Regions from separate parts of the Zea mays genome. Here region 1 is linked to region 2. The links are chromatin contacts, called in public Hi-C maps. All regions are on one chromosome and are shown on one strand. The core of a region is the stretch at or near the end of the contact, and the rest is flanking DNA. Distances in the headings are between cores, read along the strand shown. Region 1 holds the start of LOC100285165. Region 2 holds the start of LOC100282871 (serine carboxypeptidase 1).

What was found. Hi-C and Micro-C count contacts between places; a contact is called where the count stands out from the background.
Region 1: a Hi-C map of leaf shows a contact between it and region 2, with 5 times the contacts expected there. The contact joins the promoter of LOC100285165 here to the promoter of LOC100282871 in region 2. A contact is called at or near these places in 4 of 25 Hi-C or Micro-C datasets (bundle sheath, ear, leaf and 1 more).

The regions. Positions count from the first base shown.
Region 1 is chr7:40,654,422-40,661,295 of Zm-B73-REFERENCE-NAM-5.0, reverse strand. LOC100285165 reads right to left here and starts at 2,299. Exons shown (of 9, transcript NM_001294298.1): 1 at 2,176-2,299; 2 at 703-1,408. The coding sequence starts at 1,299.
Region 2 is chr7:40,374,154-40,381,394 of Zm-B73-REFERENCE-NAM-5.0, reverse strand. LOC100282871 (serine carboxypeptidase 1) reads left to right here and starts at 3,191. Exons shown (of 14, transcript NR_178076.1): 1 at 3,191-3,516; 2 at 3,680-3,837; 3 at 3,937-4,013; 4 at 6,781-6,903; 5 at 7,032-7,134.

The DNA.
Region 1 (6,874 bases), core at 1,050-3,549, 280 kb before region 2:
AAACTGCTGAACTCAAACAAGTGAATTAGCAAATTCCTAAATTATATATGTTGCTTTATTAAAAATGATCCCCAAGGCAACTAAGAGCACAATACAGCAAGTTTGCCATATTTGGTCTTGCCATTTGCTAACACAGCAAACCTCCTGGACCCTGCTAAATTTTTCCTCATGTGAAATTCCAAGATGTGAACTTGTACAGCCAAGTCAAATCTGACTGGAGTCACTTGAGGCAACACCGAACACCCTACATGCAGCTTAGTGATCATGCAGTCTAGATGTCAAACAGCTCGGTCTGAGGATCCAAAGTGAAAAAAAAGAGTCTTGACCTATTAAAGTAGTAAAAAAATGCAGAAACTTTGTGACCCATTGGTGATTTCGAAAAAGAATGAGATGCATGATGTGAACCTGCATATAACATCAGTGGTCACTACTATCCTGGATGTGTGATGAACAGCAAAAAGATGATCTTTTTAAGATTTCCAAGTGTAGATTTGTTATATCATATCAATACAAACAAGATATAATGAAAATAAGATTACAAAGCATTTGTTTTGGGAAAAAACAGGACGTGTAGCCTGTAGGACAACAACAATATGATTACAGATTTGTGGATTTGGCATCAACGTACAGCTAGGAAATACTAAGCACAAACGGGAGTACAAAAAGTCCACCCACCAAAAATGGCATAATTAACTAGCGTACCGGTTGAGTTTCTGTGGAAGTCGGGTTATCAACCATGTCCTTCCAATCCTCATTCATAAACTCTGTCCACCATTCAGTTTGCTTAGTAAGATCATCTGAAGCTCCAATAGAAGTGGTCCCAGTCAAATTATTCCCAGCAGGGACATCACCAGAGTATCCAAGAATGCTCTCAACTGGATCGGGGCACCAAGTTGGTTCAATGTCTCTTGGGAAATCGGTTATGGATGGTTCAAAGCCTCCATATTGTGACCCATAATTCAGCGTTGAGGAACTTGCAGTGCTTGGTACTTGAGAATTGTATGAATTGTGGTTGGGGTATTGCTCAGGATTTGAATGCGAAGAGAACCTTACAGACGGAGGTGAGCACAAAGGACCAACAGATCCAGTATTGGAGTGAAACAGACCACGGATAGGAGCAACAGTTGTCTGGTGAGGTGGTAGTGGAGTGCTCCTCAATTCTCTCTCCATCAAAACACTCTGTGCATCGGGAAGCCTCGGGAAGCTCTCATCCAGAGAGACTGGTATACAAGGCAGAGATGTTGGTACGGTTACAGGAACACCAGAACTGTAGAGCTGGTTGGTGCTTAACCTCTCCATCTACAAACAAGCACAAACCTCAGTTACCACCAACACAACGTTCCTCCAGTGTCCAATGCCCTTTCTATCTTGACTTTTGAACTATGCTCCTCACCTAAGATTATTGTGTCTGCAATTAGAGAAAAGGCATTCACGTTTGTGACAACAAGGAACCTTTGACAACATAAATTGAATGATACACTTGCCATGAAACAGATCATTAATCCAACTACGTCATAAAAAGTACATGCTAAACCAGAAGTCAGCCTTTGCTCAACAAATGAGTCAGACTACATAGCCGATTTTAATTGGACTGCAGGGCCATTTGGGCAACAGGCCCATCGAATTAAAATGAGAACATATCACACAGTCTGAATCGATCTCAGCAGCAGAAAGACAGCAGTTTAAGGTCCTTCCTCGGTAGCAGGAAGAAGCTGGCAACAAAGCCATACTTTTTACATTGTGAAATAAGCTATTATACAATTTTGATTCTCTGTTCATGGCATTAAAACTAGTCTGTAAGTGTCTCTACTATCAGGATTAAACGCACTCCGTGTAAATTCTACATAGACAAACAATCTTCAAAACATTAGATATATATAAGAAATCAACGAATAAATCGCTAGGCAAAGCACCACCTAACCGAGAACGACCCGAATTCCACTCGCCCACGAGCCTAGCTGACATATCTAGGATAATTTCGCACTTCGTACGAGTCCATCCACCAATCTGAACCTAAAGGCAATCATTAGGTCATTAAGGCGCGCCAACTGACTAATCGAACCACAAGGAACCGAAGCGAAACAGAATCGGATCATGATCCTAACCGAGCGCAGAGGCGAAAGAGAGAGGTCGAATCAGCAGAACCAACCGAGGCCGGGAGAGGGCTGACCTCACCTCCGCTGCGGGCAGCGCGTGGCGGGATCGGCGATGTCGAGGAAGAGGAAGAACTCGTCAACCGAACCACCTCGCCTGGCCTGGCGCCCTGGCCTGCCCTCCTGCCTCCAACAGAGCTCGAGCGAGAGGGGGGGAGGAGAGAGGAGAGGAATGAGATGTGAGGCGAGGGGGAGAACTGGAGTCGGCCTTTCGCGTGGTGGACCGCTGCGCTCACTCTGCACGCGAGAGTCGAGCCTCACCGACACGTGGGGCCACCTCGAGCGGACCCGCAGCTGCCGTGGTAGTGGGTAGAGAGGGATCGTGTAGGCAAGCGGTTTATTGCGCCGATGGGAAATGATTCTGTCAACTTGGGGGCGGACCAGCGGGTGGGACGGGTCCAGGGGACGCAGCGTGGGCCGGTTGGCATAGGGGTGAGATGGGGTCCGGTGGCAGTGGTTGCAGGCGCAATGGGCAGAGCGCGAGGGTGGGTGTGGGTTGACGGCGGGGGATGGCCGATGCGGGTTCCGTCTCGGCGTCCACAATTGGCACCGAGGAGTTCTGAGCGACGGAGAAAGGTGAGACGAAAGCCAAAAAACGCAAGGGCAAGTTGTTGCGCCAAGTAGGCCGCCCGCGGTGAATCGGTGATACCACTTGGAATGGATGGGTGGTCAAGGTTACGGCTGCTGATTCTACGGTATATAGAGCATGGGTCCGACTCGACCACCTCTCGAAAAAAGTCTGATCGGCTCCGACTTGACTAATGTTAATGTAACTAGTAAATATGGTTATAATTTTTTTTTGACCCGTAACAATTCACGGATCGAATATAAGTAGAGATGTTCAAATGGGCTGCCTAACCAAGTCTAGCCTGGACCTGTTGAAGCACGTCATGGTTAAGCCTGAATAGTTATCCGGACCGGATCGGACTATCCAACGAGCTCAAATCTCTGAACGAGCTCGACACAGGACGGGCCCAACCATGTCGGGTCGGTCCAGTAATCCCGTCCCAAAAATGAACATCGTGTCGACCTAAGCCCGCTAGCACATAAATCAGGCTTAAAATTATATCACCACAAAAAATTGAACACATTTACAAATCTATACTAACTCTATTAAGAAACATAAATCAGGCTTAAAATTATATCACCACAAAAAATTGAACACATTTACAAATCTATACTAACTCTATTAAGAACCTAATGTGGGCACCTGGTACTACCACGGCTTCACCCTCCGCTGACACTCTAGGCCCCACCTAACGCGTCTCGCCTCAGCGTCATGCCCTTGTGGGCCCCGTGCCCAGCGCTCTCTCAGGCCTCAGCTAGTGCCTGTGAACCCTAGTGCATGTCCAACAACCGACCACGACCGCGCAACTACCCTAATAAGCCCGCTAGCGCATAAATCGGGCTTAAAATTATATCACCACAAAAAATTAAACACATTTACAAATTTATACTACTCTATTGAAAACCTAATTAGGCACCCGGTGCTACCACGTCTCCACCCTCCGCTGACACTCTGGGCCCACCCATGCGTCTCGCCTCAGTTACTGCCTGCGAACCCCAGTGCCTGTGCAGCACCCGACCCCGTCCGTGCAGCTACCCCAATAATTATATAAAATTCAAAACGAGCACTCGAACCCACAATCCCTGCTCTAGAAATGTGAGGCTAACCACGAGACCACATGTACCTTAGTGTTTAAAAATAAACGATAATTATATTTAAATAAATATTTCAATATCTATTTATATGATATATAAAAACCGTAGCAAATCACGGGCAACTAGCTAGTAATCTATTAAAAACTTAATATGGGCACCTGGTGCTACCACGTCACCACCGCGCTGACACTCTAGGCCCACCCCACGCGCCCCGCCTCGGGGGCTGTGCCCTGTGGGCCCCACGCGTAGTGCCCGCGTGCTCTATTAGCTACTGCAATGTGGATCTCAGCGCCCGCGCAGCCAGCTACTACACATGCCCAACACCCGACCCCGCCCACGCAACTAACACTAGACCACATCGTGCCCTATGGGCCCCACGCACAGCGCCCGCGTAGTGCTCTCTCAGCTACTATTCTATGGACAGCTACTACACATGCCCAACACCCGACCCCGCCCACGCAACTAACACTAGACCACACCGTGCCCTATGGGCCCCACGCACAACGCCCGCGTAGTGCTCTCAGCTACTACTCTATGGACCCTAGTTCCTGCGCAGCCAGCTATGACGTCTACCCAGCACCCGACCTCGCCCGTGCAGCTAACACCAGACCACACATACCTTAATGTTTAGAAATAAATAATAATTATATAAAAAATAGTGCAGAGCGAGAACTCAAAACCATACCCCTGCTCCAGAAATTTGGGGCCAACCACTAGACCACACGTACCTTAGTGTTTAGAAATAAACAATAATTATATTTGAATAAATATCTCAATACCTATTTATATGACATATAAAAACCGTAGCAAAGCACGAGCAACTGCTAGTAAAAATTGAAGGATATAACTAAACACATGTTATCACCGGAATTTAACCGGGCCAAAGATGGTTGTAACTCAGAATGGGTTGTAGGGAGCAATTCGAAAAATCGGAAGAGCAGCCCCTGTGCGGGAATATTTCGGGCCAAGGCGGTCGTGTGTTTAGCAAAGTCAGTTGAGCTAGCGTAAAAGTAGGAAGATATAGTTTGTTTTCAACAAACTAGGGTTAGCAAGTCTCTAGACTTTAAATATGTACCTAAGTCACTCATTAGGGTAATCATGAATCTTCATACGTTTTGCGACTACAAGCTTTGGTGCATCGTTGTCCCTATTCTCAGGGTTTTCCACAGGTAAGTGCAATGCCACCCTAATTGCGTCTCACGGTCAGAGTGGTGCCGTTTTTTGTTAAATCTTTGTGTTCTCTCGTACCGAAGCGTTTTTATGGCAAGAAGCACTAGTTATCGTAGCATTTACAAGAAAGTTACGCCGGGTTCGTCATGTGTGCATGATGTTTGCCAATTATGAATGCTTCGCAGCCCCACGTGAGTTCTCGAGTGCGAGGGCGGTTCCTAGCTTTGTCTCACCTGGTAGATATGATCTATCACGTTAGTCTTTGATTCGTCAAAGATCTGTCTAATATATGCATAGTTGCCATGCATACAAGTTGGATGTTCCAGTAACGTGCCAGACACTTCGCGTCGGCTCTAATTGGGATTGTTTCGGGAATCGGCTTGCGCTAGTTTTTAGGCCTATGATATGGTCAGCGCTTAGATGTCCATCATGCTTGCTAGGCCAAACTATGTGAGGGATGATCTGACTGTGCGGTGAAACCTTAACCATAGTGGTTTGGATCCACCTGGTGTGAACAGAGCGGGGTCTCAAGAGCCATCAGCTCTGTGCGTCGCTGATGCGTGGATCCAATGCAAGCCTGGGGAAACGATCGGCTTCTCACAGTTGATATGACCCGTCGAGCCGAAAACGACTCGGACTGACGTTTGCATGTGTTTGTGTACGCAAGAAACCAACTCGGAGCACGTCGACACCCTCCTGATCGGGTTTAGGTCAGGTGGCACGCTAGGCAAACCTCGAAGCTAGGTCGTACGCCAGGATTTGAGTCGTTGACCAAGGGACTGAGGCTCACCAGCCGTCCCAAAAGCCTCATGTCTCCTCATGTTGGTTGTCGTCTCTCGCTGGTGGGTTTCAGGTGGAAACACATTTTGGCACATCCGGTGGGACCATCTATGTCAACATCTTCAACATGAGCTGTCCAGATAGCGAACACTCAGACAAATGCGTGTAGACCAGTGCAAGACAGATATGTCACGTATGAAGAGTTGCCTCTAGAGCACCAAGCAAAGTATGATCAAATCAAGGCTCTCTTCGAAGCCGACCTCATCGACTCTTTCGAGAGGACCCGTAACCATGACATCCTGTGGAAGGGGTTCTCTCCTAAAGGCACTCTCGACGAAGTGGATCTCTCAGTGCCCTCAGAAGAGCGCACCAGAGCTCTACACCAGGAAGTCAACTATATGGTGGCTCATTCGCTGCATCGCCACTCTAAGATCCTGATGAATGAGTTCAAATGTGTGTTCATCCATATTGTTTAGGAGATCATGAAGCATCAATACTCTCCAACAGGCCTAGCTCTGGGAAGTTACAAAGGGGAAATTTTGTTCCAGACTAGGCCACCACTGCCATATTTAGTCGCCGCCCCGCAGGCACCTCCACTTGGATCACCAATGTATGTTGTTTACAAGACAAGTGGTGGTCCTGAGGATTGCTAGTTCTTCAACAATCCGCCTAACCACATTCCTCACGGGTATTCATGTATGTATGTCCCGGATCATGGCAGAACAGCACACCTAGTGCAAACGGGTGCAGCAGGAGTTTATAGATCAGACGACGAGAAATAAGCTTGGCTGGATAAGTACACCACTAGGCCGAGTCATGAAAGCTCAGCCTAGGAGCTGCTACTGCAGATCAGTTTAGCATTATTCCGAGGGATCAGTTTAGCATGATTCCGAGGCAAAAGGCAATTAGCTACACCAAACCATATCCCAGTGAGTATGATCCGATCCCTGTGCCACTCAAGTATCGACTCCCTGAGTTCACTAAGTTTAATGGGTCGGAAGGAGCTAGCTCTATCAAGCACATTACTCGATACTTGACGCAGCTTGGGACAATCTCAGTATGGGATCCATTGCGAGTAAGATTCTTTGCATTGTCCCTCATAGGGTCGG
Region 2 (7,241 bases), core at 1,942-4,441:
ATTACCCAAAGCTAAAATCTCATGCCTACCAAACACCACCATGGTTGTCAACGCGACTAAGGTATGTCCATGCCTTATGAGTGTGTATATGATAGTAGAAACCATTCAGAAGTCAATCAATGAGATGTGTGAGTTGATGTTGCATTCATATAGGGCCTCACAAATATGGATACTTCTGAAGGCTATGAGCCTATGAAAACTTATTGCACTTTTTTTATTTTTGCTAAGAAAAAACAAAGGCTTCTGAAGTTATGGACTTTGCAGTTAACCAATAATATAACAATGAATAAATATACTTCAAATATTTGAGAAAATATGATCACATTATGTATGCTATTTTTACTCTCTATCTCTACAACTACATAAAATATATCATCAGCAAGGGGAAGACCCCGCGACATTGCAATCATCCGGATTTTGGTTCACTTTCTTAGGTGTACATATAATATGTGAAATTGAACTCAACAGTAAATGATGGTTTGATGAACATAATTTAATGTTAGCATATTAATATTTTCAGGGAAAAGATACTTGGGCCCCTAGGGCTCACTAGTGAGCTGAAGGACAAGAGAAAGGTTCGCCTTGTAAGCACCCGCCCCCCTGATAGTCCCGAGGCACGAGTCGAGCCGAGCCAGCTCGAGCTCGGTCAAGCCGAGCTAGCTCGATATCCACTCCTATCCTTTGTAGTTACTTCAGGGGAAGTAACCACAAATGGGCCACTGACGTGTAGGGCCGCACTGGATCTAGCTCCACACATCAGTGAACATAACTGCAGAAGAATTGTTTCCCCAAAATTCTACGACCAGGTCCGCTATCGTCATGCACCAGCGGAGGAAGGAAGAAGAGGCATTCGTGCAGTGGTAAGAGTGGTGAGCCGGGTGCAGTAAAGATCGAAGAGCACGAGACGACACAGGTAAACCCACATTTTGGCGAGTGGAGGCACTACTCGCTCAATTTTCTGATTCTATTTGACCTCTATTTTATTTACTCTAGCTATAAAAATATATTAATTAGTAGGTTAATATTTAGATCTCTATTTAGATATTAGACTTTGTTTAGGAGGTGTTTGGTTTGAGGAATCATTCCATCTAAAATAAGATGGTGTATTATGAGTCTAGTCCTCTAATTTGTTTGATTTTATTCCTTATATTTGGTTGATTTCATTCCTCATATTAGTACTGATTAACTAACTATAAAAAATGAGCTAATGATAGATCGACTTATTATATTATATAAATCAAATAGAATAAAAATAAAAAAAAGAAAATAATAGACTAGCTTATTTCTTAAATCAAACACGTCTTTCTTGCGACAAGAGAAGGGCGGTGGGAAGGTCGAGAAGAGGCCATGATAGCGCGCGAGGCGGACTGAGGGAGGCAGACAGCCTGCGAGAACAAAAGCGAACTTGGTAGAGTAGCAGCGCACCGAGCCCGCCAGAGTTTCGGCAGGCAGATATATTTTCAGGAGTACTGTATAATATAGGACGATTACTCCGTATAGCATTAATTAATGTTATATTCCTCGCAAAACGATATAGAAGTTGTAGTATGGACTTTGGCTGGCCACCCACCCCAATTTTTTTGCATTTTGGTCCTTTCTCAGAAACAAAATTACGTTTAGACCCTAAAAAATTTTAATGTCATTTTTGGACCCTTTGTTCGGCGCTATAGGCTATGACGCCGAGGTAACACAGCTCGGCGCCATGTACTATGGCGCCGAGGTACGTGCTGCGCTAGCACAAACGGACGTCGTGGCACCGACGTGGCACCGAGCTTGGTGCCATATCTTGGCGCGGAGCTCAATTGTGTACACAAAGTCTGTCTAGCTCAGTCGGTAGAGTGCAAGGCTCTTAACCTTGTGGCTGTGGGTTTTGAGCCCTATAGTGGGTGTTTAATATTTTTTGTCTTTGTCACTGATTTATTTTTTGTTGTCTAGATTTTTCGTTTATGTCGTTGATTTGTCCGTCAAGATTTTTTTTTTGTTTTGTTTTTTTGACTAATTTGTTTATTCGTCCATATATTTTTTTTGTTTATCTCGCGAGCACAGCGGTTGTGTGTCACAGTGGCCGCAAGCTGTCAACTCCCTCCCTTGTTTGCTCAGCTAACCACAATAAAAATCAAATGAGAACACTCTTACTTCAATCATGACCACATAAGAAGAAGCACACATATTCATCTTTTTCCCTCTGCACTAAATAAAAGTATACTCCATTATATACTTGTCTCATGGATGATATATTTTAGAATTTACTGCATAAATTACTCCACTAGGTGATACTTAATTCCATTCCCTCCATTTACCATAACATTTTTCAAACAAATTTAAGTTTTTCAAGTGGACAAAATACTTTGTGAGCTTGTGTTTGTGTGTAGTGGGTACAGTCCCTCACTTTTATATTTAATTTACATACTACTAAACTAAACAGTATAGTTAATCCGCGAATTTAATTAACCTTTCCATTCAATGCTGAGTCCCATCAAAGGAACGATGCATAGATCTAACCATGCTATTATTTTGCAGGTCACTTTTTGATTGACAAAGAGAAACATAATTGTTATTCCTATGCTAATCTTCAAATTGCATTTCCAAAAGAAATTTTAAACATTATAGTCCATTTGCTGTTTAGTTTGATTTTCCTAGGTGTAGGTTAGCTGAGCAAACAAGGGAGGAAGTTGACAGCTCGCGGCCACTGTGGCACACAACCGCTGTGCTCGCGGGATAAACAAAAAAACATATGGACGAATAAACAAATCAGTCAAAAAACAAAAAAAAATATGGATAAGAAATAAATCTAGACGGACAAATCAGCGACATAAACGAAAAATCTGGACAACAAAAAATAAATTAGTGACAAAGACAAAAAATATTAAATGCCCATCGTAGGGCTTGAACCCACGACCACAAGGTTAAGAGTCTTGCGCTCTACCGACTGAGCTAGAGTGCTAGACAGACGAGCTCGGTGCCACGTCGACGCTACGACGTCCGTTTGTGCCAGCACAGCACGTACCTTGACACCATAACCTATGACGCCGAGCTGTGTTACCTCGGTGCCATAGCCTATTGCGCTGAGCAAAGGGTCTAAAAATAATATTAAAATTTTTTAGAGTCTAAACCTGATTTTTTTTTTCCGAGCAAGGGCCAAAATGCAAAAAAATTCGCCACCCACCTCCCGTCCCGTCTTGAACCATCCACACGAACACAACAGCACAGCCTCTCTCTCCTCTACTAGACTTGTTTTTTCCGTTCATCCATCCATACGTTTCGTTTGTTCCACCTGCGCAACTGCGACGGGGATAAGTACGTCTTCCAGATGACGACGGCGGCATGGCCGCGGCCACGCTTCCTCGTCCTCCCCCAGCCTGGATTCCTCCGCTCGGTCTGCCACGGCCTCTGCGCCCGCTGTCTCTTCTGCTTCCTGCTGCTCCTCGCCTTCGCCTGCAGCTCCAGCTCCGGACGGGTGGTGGTCACCAGCTTGCCTGGCTTCGACGGCGACCTCCCCTTCCACCTCGAAACAGGGTGCGCGTGCCCGCGTGGCGTGTCTACTAGTAGTATCCTCCTTCTTCTTCTTCATTCATTCATCCTGGTGGTGTACTACTAGACTACTACTAGTAGCTCACGCGCGCGGCACATGTAGATGTAGCCTCTAACCACCGTTGCTGCCCTGAAACTCAAAACGAAGGTACGTGGAGGTGGAGGAGGACGCCGGCGTGGAGCTCTTCTACTACTTCGTCCAGGCCGAGTCCGGCGCCGCCGCCGCCGCCGATGACACCCCTTTCCTCTTCTGGCTCACCGGCGGCGACCGCTGCTCCGTCTTCAGCGGCCTCGCCTACGAGATCGGTACGCCAAGTATTTGGATGATGCATGGAGTTGGAGTGAGCGATTTTGATTTGCCTTGTGTGAAAAATAAGATGCTGGATGCTCTCTCTCGCCTCGCAGGTCCCATCAGATTCGTCCTGGAACCCTACAACGGCACCCTGCCGCGCCTGCGATACAACCACAACTCGTGGTCAAAGGTAAAACAAATCTCCCTTGTTTCTTTACACCTCTACCGACACGATACGAATACGATACGCAACTCTCTCTCTCTCTCTCTCTTCCCTTTCCTTTCGTTTGACACACAGACACAGTACAGCTACAGTTATTATATTAATGTATAAGAGAAACTATTATACTAACACAGTTTTGTGTGTGACACTGTCGTGCGTACGAGTCGTGAACCTCATAAATTGCAATAATACCCCCAGCTTTATCCTTTGCCTTTTCTATCCAACATGTGTATATGTAAATCCTACACCCCCGGTTATTTTTTTGCTGGTGATCCATCGCTGTTGTCCGACCTGTTAACTTTCCATGTCCAACGAAATGATTGCGTAAACAATTTTGTGAAGGTTGCGCCGATATTTTGACATGAATAAGTGGGTCGGCGTGAATAAAATAGTCTATAGACATGATGCACGTGCTCTATTTTCTACTATCTTTTACTAGCTGATTCGATTAGTTTGCTGGGGCGGTCGCTGTCCGTATTAACAAAATATAACAACCGCTCCTAAGGCTATGTTTGGATCCATGTGTCAAAAGCATCTTGTCCTCTAAACAAACTGACTAATAAATTGGCGAATTGGTAGCCGGATGGCTGTGTCATTTGACCTTGCTAATATGTGCTAATAGATCGTATAAATAGAAAAGACATCTATTAACCAAGATTTAAAACGTATCCTGTCTAATTGTTGTTAGCTAATTGTTTGCCGGCTAATTGTCAGCCACCAGCAAACAATTAGGCCGCGAGGATCGGAACAGGCCTAAGATGACTGCTTTCTAACACAGTCGGATGTCCTAAGCCAGACACTTCGAAGGCGTGCATTCTAGAAATTGTTTAATAGAAATGGGTGCTCTAAGGGCCCGCCTGTAGATTTTTTTTTGAAATAAGTGGCAAAAGCTTTGCCACGCAAATATATTGAAAGAGGGAATAATACAAACTTTGCATTACACAAGTTAACAGCAAAAGCCCTCCTAAACCAGTGCATACACCAGCAAAACTAAGTGCACCACTTTAAAGAACCGATTTGCAAAAGCATGCTACATTTAGGACCAGAAAAAAAACTCGAGGCTCGCGAGCCGGTTCGAGCTCGGGGCAGAATGGTTCGTGAGCCTCAAGCGAGCCGAGCTGAGCCGAGCCAGGTTTTCGAGCTCGTTGACCATCGAGCCGATCCAACACGTTCTGGCTCGCGAGCTTTGTCAAATTAATCAATCTATAAAATAATGATGGATACTAGATAATTTTATTTATAATGTTAAATGTGATTATATTTTTCACATTTATATATTATTAAATCACTATATAATACAATATAATTTATCAAGACGCGGTTCGCGAGCCGACTTCGAGCCAAGTCGATTCCTTCAACTCGTTGAGTAGTCGAGCCGAACTAAGCTGAGCTCGGTCAACCAGTGAGCCGCACCGAGTCGAGCCGAACCGAGGTCGGCTCGACTCGTTTCCTGCCCTAGCTACGGCTGAAAATTTCCCATTAAACTAAGCTTCCCCGTGTATTATTTAATTCAGTTGTTGCGTTCAGACCACTAGCATCCAAACGAGTGAGCCAAACGAGTGAGGAAGAGATGCTCTGCTTTCAAAAACTTCCTTCACCGAGAAGGCCACTTGCTTTCCTGTAGAAATACATAAAACAAAGCTGTAGATTTTGAAATATTAAGAGTGCAGTGCAGGCCCTTAGAAATTTCAAAGCTGAGCGAGAGTGATTAGGTTCGTCGTAATTAAGTTGGGAGCTTGGTTCAGGTGATGAAAGCGCTAGTTTCCACTGTTTTCCCATATTTATTAAATTGTAAAAAAGCCAAAATTTTGCACAAATGCGTATTTGAGCTGTGGTTGTTGGCTCCAAATCAACATCCACACTTACCTAACCAACAGAACACATGTGTCTTTATCTTTTATTATGTATACTCAAGCATAAATAGAAACTATAACAACGTACAGACATCTAACTACTATATACATAGGCTAGCACTATTTGTCAACTAGGGTGAAGCTTCACCCTAACCAGTAATTTTACAGTAAGCGCTATTTGTCAACTAGGGTGAAGCTTCACCCTAACCGCGCGCGATAGATCCACGATCCGCACCTCCCGTGAGTCTAGTTACTCAGTAATTTTACAGTAATCACTCATTAATTTTACAACATTGTTTGGTAATTTCTCAATGACCCATTAATTTCATTTTACACACCGAGAAAAAGAACAACAATAGCTACATAGTGATTATCTAGTACTCAGTAATTTTACAGTAATCACTCAGTAATTTTGCAACATTTGTTCAGTAATTTCTCAATCAACCAGTAATTTCATTTACACACAGTCTTGTAGTAAGTATCTAGTTACTTAGTAATTTTACAGTAATCGCTCAATAATTTCACAACATTTGTTCAGTAATTTATCTGCTTACTGACTCCGTGAAACAAAGTATGGTATCGGATCATCGGATCCATGATTAGATGTCTGTATCAGATCCTTCTATGTTAGTGGTGAAATAGGACTAGGTGTATACCCCCATTGACTAGTCTGGTGATAAAAGATGGAAATCACTCCTCAAATGGTGATATTTACTGACGAGAATTATTAGCAAAAACTAGAGAAGTATTTAACTGGTTATGCAGGGTAGCTGGTGGATTCAATACTAACATTATTTCTCTTGATACATGCTTGATCATGTTTCAGTCTAGTGGAGTAGGAGCATTTGATTGGATTGTTGAATCACTCACTCTGTATGCAGGTGTCACATATCCTCTTCGTCGATTCACCGGTTGGAGCTGGATTTTCCTTCTCGAGAGATCCCAAAGGCTACGATGTCGGAGACATCTCGGCCTCACTGCAGCTACAGGAATTCCTCATCAAGGTGCTGTCCATCAATCCAACTAGCTAGACATATATACCAATGCCACAAACCCATTCGGATAACGTTAGATGCAAATCTTTTAACGTTTATTTATGCTGTTTGCTTATACATATTCCGTGGATGTCCAGTGGTTCAGTGATCATCCCGAGTACCTCGCGAATCCTTTCTACATTGGCGGGGACTCCTATGTCGGAAAAATCGTGCCGTTCCTCGGGCAGATGATTTCAGAAGGTATTGATCGGTCTGTTCGCCACAAAAGAAAAAAAAAGTAACAGTCAGTTCGGTTTGGCAAATATCCATCATTTACGGCGATTGCGGTGTCTCTCTTTAAAATGATT